Regions from separate parts of the Drosophila melanogaster genome. Here region 1 is linked to region 2. A link is a contact called in public Hi-C data. All regions are on one chromosome and are shown on one strand. Each heading gives the region's core, a stretch centred on a gene start, on an enhancer-like site or on the middle of the called end of the contact. The rest is flanking DNA. Distances are from core to core; before and after follow the strand shown.

Evidence for each region. Hi-C and Micro-C count contacts between places; a contact is called where the count stands out from the background.
Region 1: a contact with region 2 is called in a Hi-C map of the Kc167 cell line, with 2.4 times the contacts expected there. The contact joins the promoter of CG6465 here to the promoter of jumu in region 2. A contact is called at or near these places in 16 of 107 Hi-C or Micro-C datasets (the Kc167 cell line, the S2 cell line, brain and 6 more) and 1 of 6 datasets of contacts at active chromatin or transcription factors (the Kc167 cell line).

What each region holds. Positions count from the first base shown.
Region 1 is chr3R:10,675,667-10,681,194 of dm6, reverse strand. It overlaps CG6465, which reads left to right and starts at 3,944. Exons shown (of 6, transcript NM_141747.3): 1 at 3,944-4,125; 2 at 4,201-4,545; 3 at 4,607-4,753; 4 at 4,818-5,101; 5 at 5,159-5,292; 6 at 5,351-5,528. The coding sequence starts at 4,035. Phyhd1 (Phytanoyl-CoA dioxygenase domain containing 1) reads left to right here and starts at 270. Exons shown (of 3, transcript NM_001104270.2): 1 at 270-441; 2 at 2,191-2,848; 3 at 3,124-3,458. The coding sequence starts at 418. The coding sequence ends at 3,308.
Region 2 is chr3R:10,348,033-10,353,173 of dm6, reverse strand. jumu (jumeau) reads right to left here and starts at 2,992. Exons shown (of 3, transcript NM_079578.3): 1 at 2,587-2,992. The coding sequence starts at 2,646. It overlaps CG31406, which reads right to left and starts at 4,413. Exons shown (of 5, transcript NM_169341.3): 1 at 4,057-4,413; 2 at 3,692-3,994; 3 at 3,567-3,629; 4 at 3,435-3,506; 5 at 3,164-3,378. The coding sequence starts at 4,254. The coding sequence ends at 3,265.

The sequences.
Region 1 (5,528 bases), core at 2,695-5,194, 330 kb before region 2:
ACATTCATATATACATACGACTTGCATATGTAAGCGACAAAATTCCTAAGCTTATGCTTAAAATCGTCGTACATATACCCGTACTATAAAGAAGGGTATAGCAACAGCAGCGGCAACACGCGCTGAAAGTCAACAGCGCCGCTCTCTGTTATCTAACAGAGGTAGAGAAGTGTAACGGTTAAACGCCGCGTGGGAGCAGCCGCTAGTCAGATATTTTCATTTTCGAGCGTTTTCGAAAATTTCTCTACCGATCAGTTTTAAAAGACACGCCAAACAGTGCGAAACGTTCTCGAACGCTACGGAAAAGAATTCGAAGTACAGAACCAATACAAAAGTTCGGCAGTTCGCATTGTTTGAGTTGAAAACAAAAGTAAAATTTAATTCATTTCAAAATAAACAAACAGAAATCGACACAAAATGCACAGCAAATTGTTGGACGAGGTGGGTATTTATATTCAATCAATCGATCGAAATTTTCCGTGTGCATATAACTACATATTTTGGAAACCAACGTATTATTTATTGGAAGCACTCTTAGTTAGTCATCTTCATCCTGGGATGACTTGTTCCCAAAGAGTCATCGTGTTATTTACAACCATCTGCATCATAAACATTTCGTTGGCTCGGAAAATTCAATGTCGGAAAAGCATTCTTTTGTTGCTCTGCAGAATAATGAAAAGTCAAGGAAATTTTTGCAGATTGAGGAAATGTTTTCAGATTCTGGAAATTTCACCTATTTGGTTAAACCAAATACACAGAACAACAACTCTTAATACCAGACTAGTTTCCAAACAACGTGTGGGGCTCATAAAATTGACACGGTGGTTAATTATGGTTTAGAATTGTTTGTTGACAAACTGGTTTGCACTTGGACAACTTCTTGATTGAATTGAATATTTAATTCAGCATAAAATAGATTCTACGCCCAAGTTCTAGTTCACCAAGCTATTACTAAGCATGTGGATTACAAACTATTGCAAAGTTCCCCGTGCAAACAAAGCTTCACTGCAAGCACTTGCCATTATCAAATTCAAAGCGATTACAAAATCAGCTGGCTAAGCATGTTATATGACAAACGGTGAGCATACGTGATGAATGCAACTGCTGGCTGATTGCTGACCCTCTGGTGTAATTTTCCATGCACACGCCTTTGTAATGGAAACACAAACATATATCTACGGGTAAATTGTGCATAGAGCACCATCCGGAAAATGGGCCCACTTTCCCGCCCCTCTTTTTCTTTTCCGATGATTTATCTTCGCGGTTCTGTTAGCGTCAGATCGACAGCTGACCCGATCTCTTTCGTCTTTTCGATCACTTCAGGTGATTTTGTCGGCTGCCTTTGAGTCACGACGACTATTTTTACTCTCGTTTTTCATTTTCAAAATTCTCGCTCGAGCAATTTAAATTTATTTAATTTAACCAAACTCATGCCACTAGGAACCGGGAGAAAGAATGGAAGAGCACCCACAACAAAAGTGATTTGTTTGTTGCGAGTCGAAATTCTATTGCTCTTCCTGAAAAGTCAGGCATAAATCTAAGAGATATTAATTGTTCAACAAAGCAATCATTTATCTTTGTTTAGATGCCACTATGAGTATCGTTCTCGATCGCCAATCCACTATACCCTTTCTAAAATATGCGCTAGGAGCAGAGAATGTGTGAATTTTCAATTTTACGTTGACTGATTTCAATGAATGAGCACGGATTTCGGTTCGTGGGTTTATGTCAGGCAGAATTAACATTTTGACGTGCACCGGAATTTGTTAATTAGCGAACGTTAGAAAGGTGAACAAAGTGAACTAGTGCACTGAGCGAAAAGGACAGTCTTTAAAAAAATACTTATTGTATTTTCAATGAAATGGTTAACGATCTATTTAAAACTTATATTTGTTTTCATACTTTCAAATAGTAGTTTTCTATATTGGCCCATTTATGTTGCTAATTTTTTGCGATGTAGTTTGCTGCGATTATGGTATAATACCCGTAAGTTCGAAATAGTAAGCGCGTGCCCATTATGCAGTCGGTCAATCGGTCAGTTGGTGCGATAATGCCTCCAGACCCCGTAGAGTCCGGTTAGAGATTGCCGGACCCGCCAGACCAGACGGCGCAGCCGATAAGCAATATATGTAGCTTAAAAAGATTATTCCTTGAATTGACTGAAACCTTCATCCGCTTTCCTATTTTCAGCTGAATGAAAACGGCTACATTGTCATCGAGGACTTCCTCACTGCCGAGGAAGTGGACTCACTGTACCAGGCGGGAAGAGCTCTGTGCCTGGATGCTCCGCAGAACAACAGGAAGATCTTCAGCACCATAAAGCAGGAGGATGCACAGGGAAAGGAGCTGTACTTCATGGAGTCGGGAGACAAAGTGCGTTACTTCTTCGAAAAGGGGGCGGTGGGAGATGAGGGCCAGCTGCTGGTGGATCCCATGATCGCCCTCAACAAAGTGGGGCATGCTCTGCACGTGGAGCATCCTGCCTTCAATGCCATCACCTTTAGCAACCGAGTTCGGGAGATCTGCTGGCAGTTGAACTACAATAAGCCGGCCGTCTGTCAAAGTATGTACATCTACAAGAATCCGGGAGTGGGTGGCGAGGTGACGCCCCATCAGGACTCGTGGTTCCTGCACACGGATCCCAACTCGGCAGTGGGCTTTTGGCTGGCCCTCGAGGACTGCACCCTGCAGAATGGTTGCCTGCAGTTCATCAAGGGATCACACAAGAGTGGAGTCCACAGGCGCTACCTTCGCAATCCCGACAAGGATGCCAGCGAACTGATGGTCTACGATCGGGCAGCTCCCATTTATCCGCAGTCCAGCTTCACGCCAATGCAAGTCAGCAAGGGTAAGTTGATAGAAGATAATTTATCATGAATTCAAAGTAGGTGAAGCACTTTCTAAGTACTGCAGAGCACTACAGCTTCGGTAGACCCATTTAAAATTTATCTTTATGGTGGTTAAGATGCAAAGTAAATATTTTGTTAGCTGCTTTTATCAGTCCAAGTGTAATTTAGTTGTATTTTTGGTCTGGTTCCCTAAAGAGTTATATTCGTGGTTTTTCCATAAAACGTTTAAATACTCTAAAATCATTATAACATATGTTCTACTTAATTTTTCCAGGCACCTGCATTCTAATCCACGGAAATGTGGTGCACAAGAGTGAGCCGAATCGCTCGCAAAAGAGTCGCCACGCCTACACTTTCCACGTCATCGAGACTGAGAACAACGTCAAGTATTCGGAGGACAATTGGCTGCAGGCGCCGAAGGATAAGCCATTCCCTGTCCTCTTCGAACGCAAGGCCTAAGGGTCTGGTGGAGATCGTTATTCGGTATTTTCGCATATAAGACTCTAGTGACTCTTTAAGTTTTGTTGTACACGCCAAGATGTATGATGTAATTGTAAATGTAAAGAATAAACTTCCTACTGTATTAAAATCTGAATTTAAACTGGTCCCAAGCAGTAGTCAAGCAGTGCTGGAAATTTGAATTTAAAGCAGTACTTCGGGCTCGAGCCAGTAAGCAAGCAGTTGATGGGAACAGATAGCAAGGGGCGAACGACCGACCTTATAACAAATCTACGAATCAAATTTAAACTATAATAGAGAGTAGAAGGGGAGACCACGGTCAAATTGATACAGTAAAAACACAATAAAGTTGAAAAAAGTCCCCTGGATTATTGTGTCAAATATTACATATAAAAGCTAAGCCTTATATTGCTGGAAATGTTTTTTGTATGAAATATAAGAATTAGTTTTCCACAGTGATGTCCAATCACTGATTGCTGTTGTTGATTAAAACAAGTGATCCCCTCCGCTACTGTGACGTAAACGAGTTTTTTCACCATCCGAAGTTCTCGTTTACAATTTGATAAAATTATCTGTGTCCGCCACCTCGCGGGTCGCGCGTTGGCGTTACGATCGTGAGAGATAAGTCTATTAGTAGTAGGGCACTGGAACTCGACTCGGACACTAGCTAACACAACTCAGTATGCTGCCAGCTGTCAGCCGCAAAAGATCGTATATAGAAGTGAAATGGCCACCAGCAAGTGGGAATCCGATGAGGAGATACAGTACTTTCGCGAGTATCTGCGCATCCCAAGTGTCCATCCCGATCCGGACTATGGTTAGTATCTGAACGATAGTATATTTTAGAAAAATGAAGTGACAATTTTAAAGATACTTACACTTACCTCTACAGCACCATGCGTCGAATTTCTCAGACGACAGGCAAATCTGATGGATCTGCCAATGAAGGTGTATTACCCGGCAAATGAACAGAATCCCGTAGTGGTTTTGACATGGAAGGGACTCAATCCCGAGTTGCCCAGCATTCTGCTGAACTCCCACATGGACGTGGTTCCCGTATTTCCAGAAAACTGGACTCACCCGCCATTTGGAGCCGACATCGATGAGGAGGGTCGCATTTTTGCCAGGGGAACACAAGATATGAAGTCCGTGGGAATGCAGCATCTAGCCGCAGTTAGAGCGCTCAAGAGAAGTGGAGCGAAATTCAAACGAACTATCCACATTTCCTTTGTGGCGGGTCAGTTACTTTCTAAGTTACTATTCTATCATACAACATTTAAAATATTTCATTCACTTAGATGAGGAAATGGGCGGTCGTTATGGCATGAGACCTTTTGTGCCAACTGAAGATTTCCGTGCTCTTAATGTGGGATTTGCAATGGACGAGGGATTGGCTTCACCCGATGAGCAGCTGCCTCTTTTCTATGCAGAACGAGCAGTTTGGCGTAAATTTAAATTAAATTTTAAATTTAAGTCCCTTGCTATATATATACTTACCATTTCAAACAGGTGTATATTTCAACATCAGTGGGACTGCTGGTCATGGATCGCTTTTGCTGCCCAATACTGCTGGTGAAAAACTGAACTATATAGTCGGAAAGATGATGGAGTTTCGTAGGAGTCAGGTTCAAAGATTGCAGAATAATCCAGAGTTGGTCATTGGCGATGTAACGACCATTAATTTGACCAAACTCGGTGGCGGAGTTCAGAGCAATGTGGTGCCTCCCTTGCTAATGGTCTGCTTCGATTGTCGTTTGGCTCTAGATGTGGACTTTGAGGAGTTTGAGGCTAACGTAGGTGCTGTATTCATCCTAAATGTTGCGTAAACTAAGATACTGGCATATTTATAGCTCCACAAATGGTGTGCCGACGTGGGTGGTGGCATCGAGATCACTTACGAACAGAAGCAACCTAAAGTCCCGCCCACCGCCATCGATGGGAGTAATCCCTTCTGGCTTGCTTTCAAGAAAGCTACCGATGAGATGTAAGCGCTTCTAACTTAAAAGACCTCTGATTATCTTAACATATCATTAATCTTTCAGGCACATATCCATCAAACCGCAAATATTTACCGGAGGAACTGATAGCAGATACATTCGTGCCGTTGGCATCCCAGCTTTGGGCTTCTCACCCATGAATAATACACCTGTATTGCTCCACGATCACGATGAGTTCATTCAGGCGGATATCTATTTGCGCGGTGTGCAGATATTTCAGAAA
Region 2 (5,141 bases), core at 1,743-4,242:
TGGGAGGAGGATGGTAAGGAATGGAATGCAATGGAATCCCTCACTCAGGTAAAACCAACGATTTCCGTGGACCTTTCTGGACGAATCTTCCCTGAGGTCATGAGCGCCCATTTGTAAATTACTTTATGGTGCAATAAAAGTCGCTTGCCTGAATTGCCGACCGATTCCCAACGCAAAGTAACATCCTTAAACACACAGGATGATCCAGGGTCGTAAATCGTTTTCAAATCTCTCGGTTTAGCGGGAAGTAAATCGGCAGATTCTCCGGGTTATTTCATTCATTAACTGCATGTGTTTCAAGAAATCAGATTTGCCAAATGTTTATTTTTAGCCTGGAAGTCCATTTGCTGAGACTGTGAGGGTTTTTTGGGGCAATTAGTTGGTTTGGTGAGGCATCTTACGATTTTTACGAATTACACAAGCTCCATAACTTCTTTGTTCATTAACTTAATTGCCATACAAACAAACAGTTGGCTTCATGGAGATTTACATTTTCTTATAGAAAGAAGAAAGGGAGAGAAGCCAATGCATTTCTTCAAAATGCAAATGACATGTGGACACATAATAAGTTGTATTTAAATTAGTCTATATCTTACTTTGCATAGTTTCAAGTATCTTTTTGGTATTACACGATTTAGGCGCTCTGAAGTTTTATATGGGTAATAGCAACTGCCCCCAGACTAGTGTTTGTACCAATATGTGTATGGGTGTGTGTGCGCTGGGGCCGTGAGAAAATCTATGCGGCATACAGCTGGGCGCTCATATTCGGCAGCAGAGCGAAATGCAGACAAGTGGCAGTCCTCCCACAATCCTTGTGCGCCCATCTCTTTCCCACCTACTGCGCATTTTGGGGTAGGTGTGCCGCCACCCACTGAAATCGCCCCATTTGAAAGGCCCCAGTGGAAAGCGCGTTGAACTTTGAAGTTGTTCTTTGTTGGCTTTTTGCTTTGATTTTTGTTTCACTAATTTCTTTCTTTGCTGCCATGTTGCTGCAACAAAGGTTGCCGAAACCTCGGAGACGAAAGAGAACAGTGCGAAAGAGATGGAGAAGGTGGGAGAAAAGCTTTTGATGTGGGAATTATTGTCGACTGTTGCTTTTTGGTTTTCTTTTGTTCTCGCACTTACACAAGCGTACAAGATGAAACGATTTATTTTGTTTGCTTTTCTTTGTTCCCCTTCGCACACGCACACGCTTACTGGGAATTCGCAACACTTGTAGATTGTGCGTGCGTGCGTGTGTGGAGTTTTGCATGTTGCAAGTAACAGGCGCACGTGTTTTCCCAAGTCCGTTCGTTTGATTTTCTATTGAAAATGTGCAAACTTTGCTGGAGGTCAGTTCCTCTGACGGACTGACAATTTAGGCGGTCAGTTTAGCCCAAACTTCAAAGCCATACCCCCACTTTCTGGCCCAAAATCATTAGCCACTTGGTTGGACTGTGACTAAAACAGATGAAAACCGAGAGATTCGAGGTGAACGCTTGGCCTTCAAAAAGTTTAAAACGCAAAAGCCGAAGAAGAGGCCACCAGACGAAAAACTCAGCGAACCGGCGGAGAAACACACTAAAGTACTCAGCGCATATTGGCGGCCAAGGAAATAGGACTGCAAATTTATTAACCTGTGCTAAACTGTAGAATGTGATAACGTAACTCTACAGTGAATACTCGACCAGAGAAACTCTCTAACATTATACAAGTAAATTTATGCCGAAGAAATAATCCTTTTAGTTAAAAAAAAATCTTTGGTACCTTCTCCTCTCATACTGTGTTATATTATAGAGTTACTCTTTGAAAATGAAGATAAGAAATTCTTAAACCTTATAAATTGCAAGAAATAATATATTATAAGGTGTGCTATTGTTTCATCCGCCGCTGTGTGTGACAGAAAATAAATAAGCCAAATAATTGCGAATGGCTACAACAAAAGAAAGACTTGTGCTGTGTGCGCCAAAGTAAAATACTCCAAGTGTCTTAATAATACAAGTAGAATAATACAGGCAATCCCCTCCCGTGAAAAGTGAATTGATGTCCACAATTAAGTGCAAATAACAGTCGCTTAACAGAGGTGAATTCTGCGGCTAGCCGAGTTAGTAACCCCCAAAATAAACAGCAGACTTCCTCAAACGCAATGGTACTATACTTCCATTATTTTTTATCGGCGCTCCGCTGTTCCGGTTGTAATTAATCATCAATTTTTTGGGCGAAAAAGAAATTTTTCAAAGTTTAACGATCAAATGTAAACACAGACACACACACACACAAACGTTAAACGCGGCGAGGGCGAATTGGCGAGTCAACAACACAGCTTTGGAGCGAGCGAGGCGGGGAATATTTGGCCGCAGGGGCGAGCGAGATGGCGAGTGGAACCAAAGTTTCGCCGCCAAACTGTTCTTGGTGGTGGGTTTTGCTCTTCATGTCGGTATGGGAACAGTTGGGGTGTGGGGAACGTGGAGACCGAACGTTAAATTCAAAAATTGCGCCTGTCTGTGTCTCGGCACATGCGAGTGTATGGGTGCGTGTGGCCGGCCGGCGAAATGTTCGCGAAAAGTTATTATTCTCGCTTAGCTCGCCTTTTTTGTTTCAACTCACCGCATATTTGCTGAAGAATCCCTCATGTATGCCGCTCGAATAATCCTCTAGTTCGAACATGTTGAATCTTTTATGTTTTTAGCATGCACTTTGTTTTGATCGATGTTTCCGCCTGGCGAAGATTTCACCGGAATATCGTCCGCCTCTCTGCTTCTTACTGCCAATTCCAATTAACGGTTCTATTTCGAAACAGCGCACAAAAAATATATTCAGTCTCAACACCGTTGTTCCTTGGCAATCCAAGCCGTGATCTCTGCACTTTTCAAATTCTACTTCCAGCAAAAGGACATGGCGCTCGCGCTCAATATATCGCAGTTATCAGGAGCGCACAACACCGGTCTCGTATTCGAAGTCGCGGAGCAATGATAAAATAAACCCGCCCGGTCAGAATTCGAACGAAAAATGAGAGCGCCCGAGACTGGAGTGACCGTACCTCCGTTTTTGGAAAACGTTGACAATACACGGCACCGCAACCAGTGGCAGGTTGGGAGCTCGGGTAACCATTTAGCCGGGAAACGAACCCTGCGTGTAACGGCTTTTTAAAAGGTAACCTCACTGTTCGGCATTCTTTGTTATTAGGTATTCTTAATTATTTATATTTATATTTTTGCTTATAAAAGCAACTAAAATCAATTTTGAACTTTAAAAACAAAAACAATTAACGCAACGTGATACAAATTATTCGGCTTGATGTTCGATGTGATCTTTTCCAGCTTTTTGAATGTCATTACACTTTTTGGACTTGTGCTCCCTTGTCGACTTCTTTAGGCTTGGTTTCATATTTGGATTTGCCTAAAATTGGAATTTTATAAATACTAATATTATTAGTATCTGTATCTTCATTTTACATTATCGTTTGTCGCTGCTTCTGGAGTTTTGGAAGCCAGTAGTTTTTTATCCTTCTTTAATGTGCTTGTTTTCTAAATATATTATATATTTTATAATATTTTAATATATGCATATCTTTTGATATTTCTTACTTCATTTTCATTCGAATTTTGTGCCTGCAGTTGCTTCCCATCCTTCCTTTTTGTTCCTGTTTTCTAAATATTTTATATTTTGTAATGTTTGAACAAATATTTTTATATCTTTGGATATTTCTTACTTCATTTTCGATAGATTCTTGTGCGTCTAGAAGATTTGCAGCCACCTTGACACACTGACGTGCAGCCGGAAGTTTCTTCACATTTTTCTTGGGCACAGGAGGTCCTTCTTCATTCATTTCATTAGATGCTTGTTCCTCCAAAAGATTTGCAGCCGCGTCGGCGCACGGAAGTGCAGCCTGCAGTTTCTTAACATTCTTCTTGGGTGCAGGAGTTTCTTTGGACCTCGCTGCTTCTGTATTTTGGACTGTGGAACTCAATTTGGAATCCAGTTGCTTTCCATCCTTCCTTTGGGTTCCTGTGTTCTAAATATTTTATATTTTGTAATGTTTGAACAAATATTTATATATCTTTGGATATTTCTTACTTCATTTTCGTTAGGTTCTTGTGCGTCTAGAAGATTTGCAGCCACCTTGACACACTGACGTGCAGTCGGCAATTTCTTAACATTCTTCTTGGGCACAGGAGGTCCTTTGGTCCTCGAAGATTCTGCTAGGATGTTCTGGTCAGATAAGGTCAGCACTTGGTTCTGCTTCTTCGTAGCTGCACTGCGAGTAACCACCATTTTCGGTTCAAAGCTAACGTAGAAAATTCAAAAAATCAAGATAATGGAAATTTGGTGTAGATTCAAGCGAAGTGCAATAAGATGTGGGAATTTCAGTAAAAAGGTAAATAGGTTATTTGGTTAGTGGCGCGACACTAGACAACCAGGCTACTTCCAAACACGAAGTCACAAATTTAAAAATATCTGAAATATTTTTCCCAAAGATATATAACCACTTAATAAACTTATAATAACCACTTAAGTTCAGTCGCAGGAAATAAAGCCCTTAGCTTGCAGTTCATTTATTAAAAATTATAATATTATATATTATAATTATAAAAATTATATATATATATATAGTGACGTATTTGGGTGGTCCAAACCAGCCACTTCCATTATTTCAAAGAAATCAGTAATGCACTCTAGTAATTTTCCATAACGTATCCCAGCTGCGCAGCATTCGTTTATCTTTGGCAGCGCAGCCGTTCTTGTAAACATCCTAAAGCCTGACCTAAGCAGATTTGACTGCCCTCTTTCAACGCTACCTAATCTTAAGAACCCAAGAGCGAGGCTCTCCCGAAATACAAATATTGTTCAAATACTGAGGCTTCTCCTCAATCCAATTTGCATTTGATTTTTAGTCTTAAGCTGAGATCCAAAGAATAAAGTCGTGAAACTATTTCTCCTAAAACTATTTTTTATTTCTTGGCGTTGTCCTTAGTCAACTGACGGGACATTAGTTCGACTCATAAATAAAACAACAATTTTACTGGCGCAGTCGGTAGGATACAAAAGTATCCGAAAAAAAAAGAACCTTCGAGTGGAAAATAAGTTAAATTTTATAGTCCAGTGCTCGAAACATCTCCCAAAATAAATTCGTGAAAACTCTTCAACTTGGATTATAATTC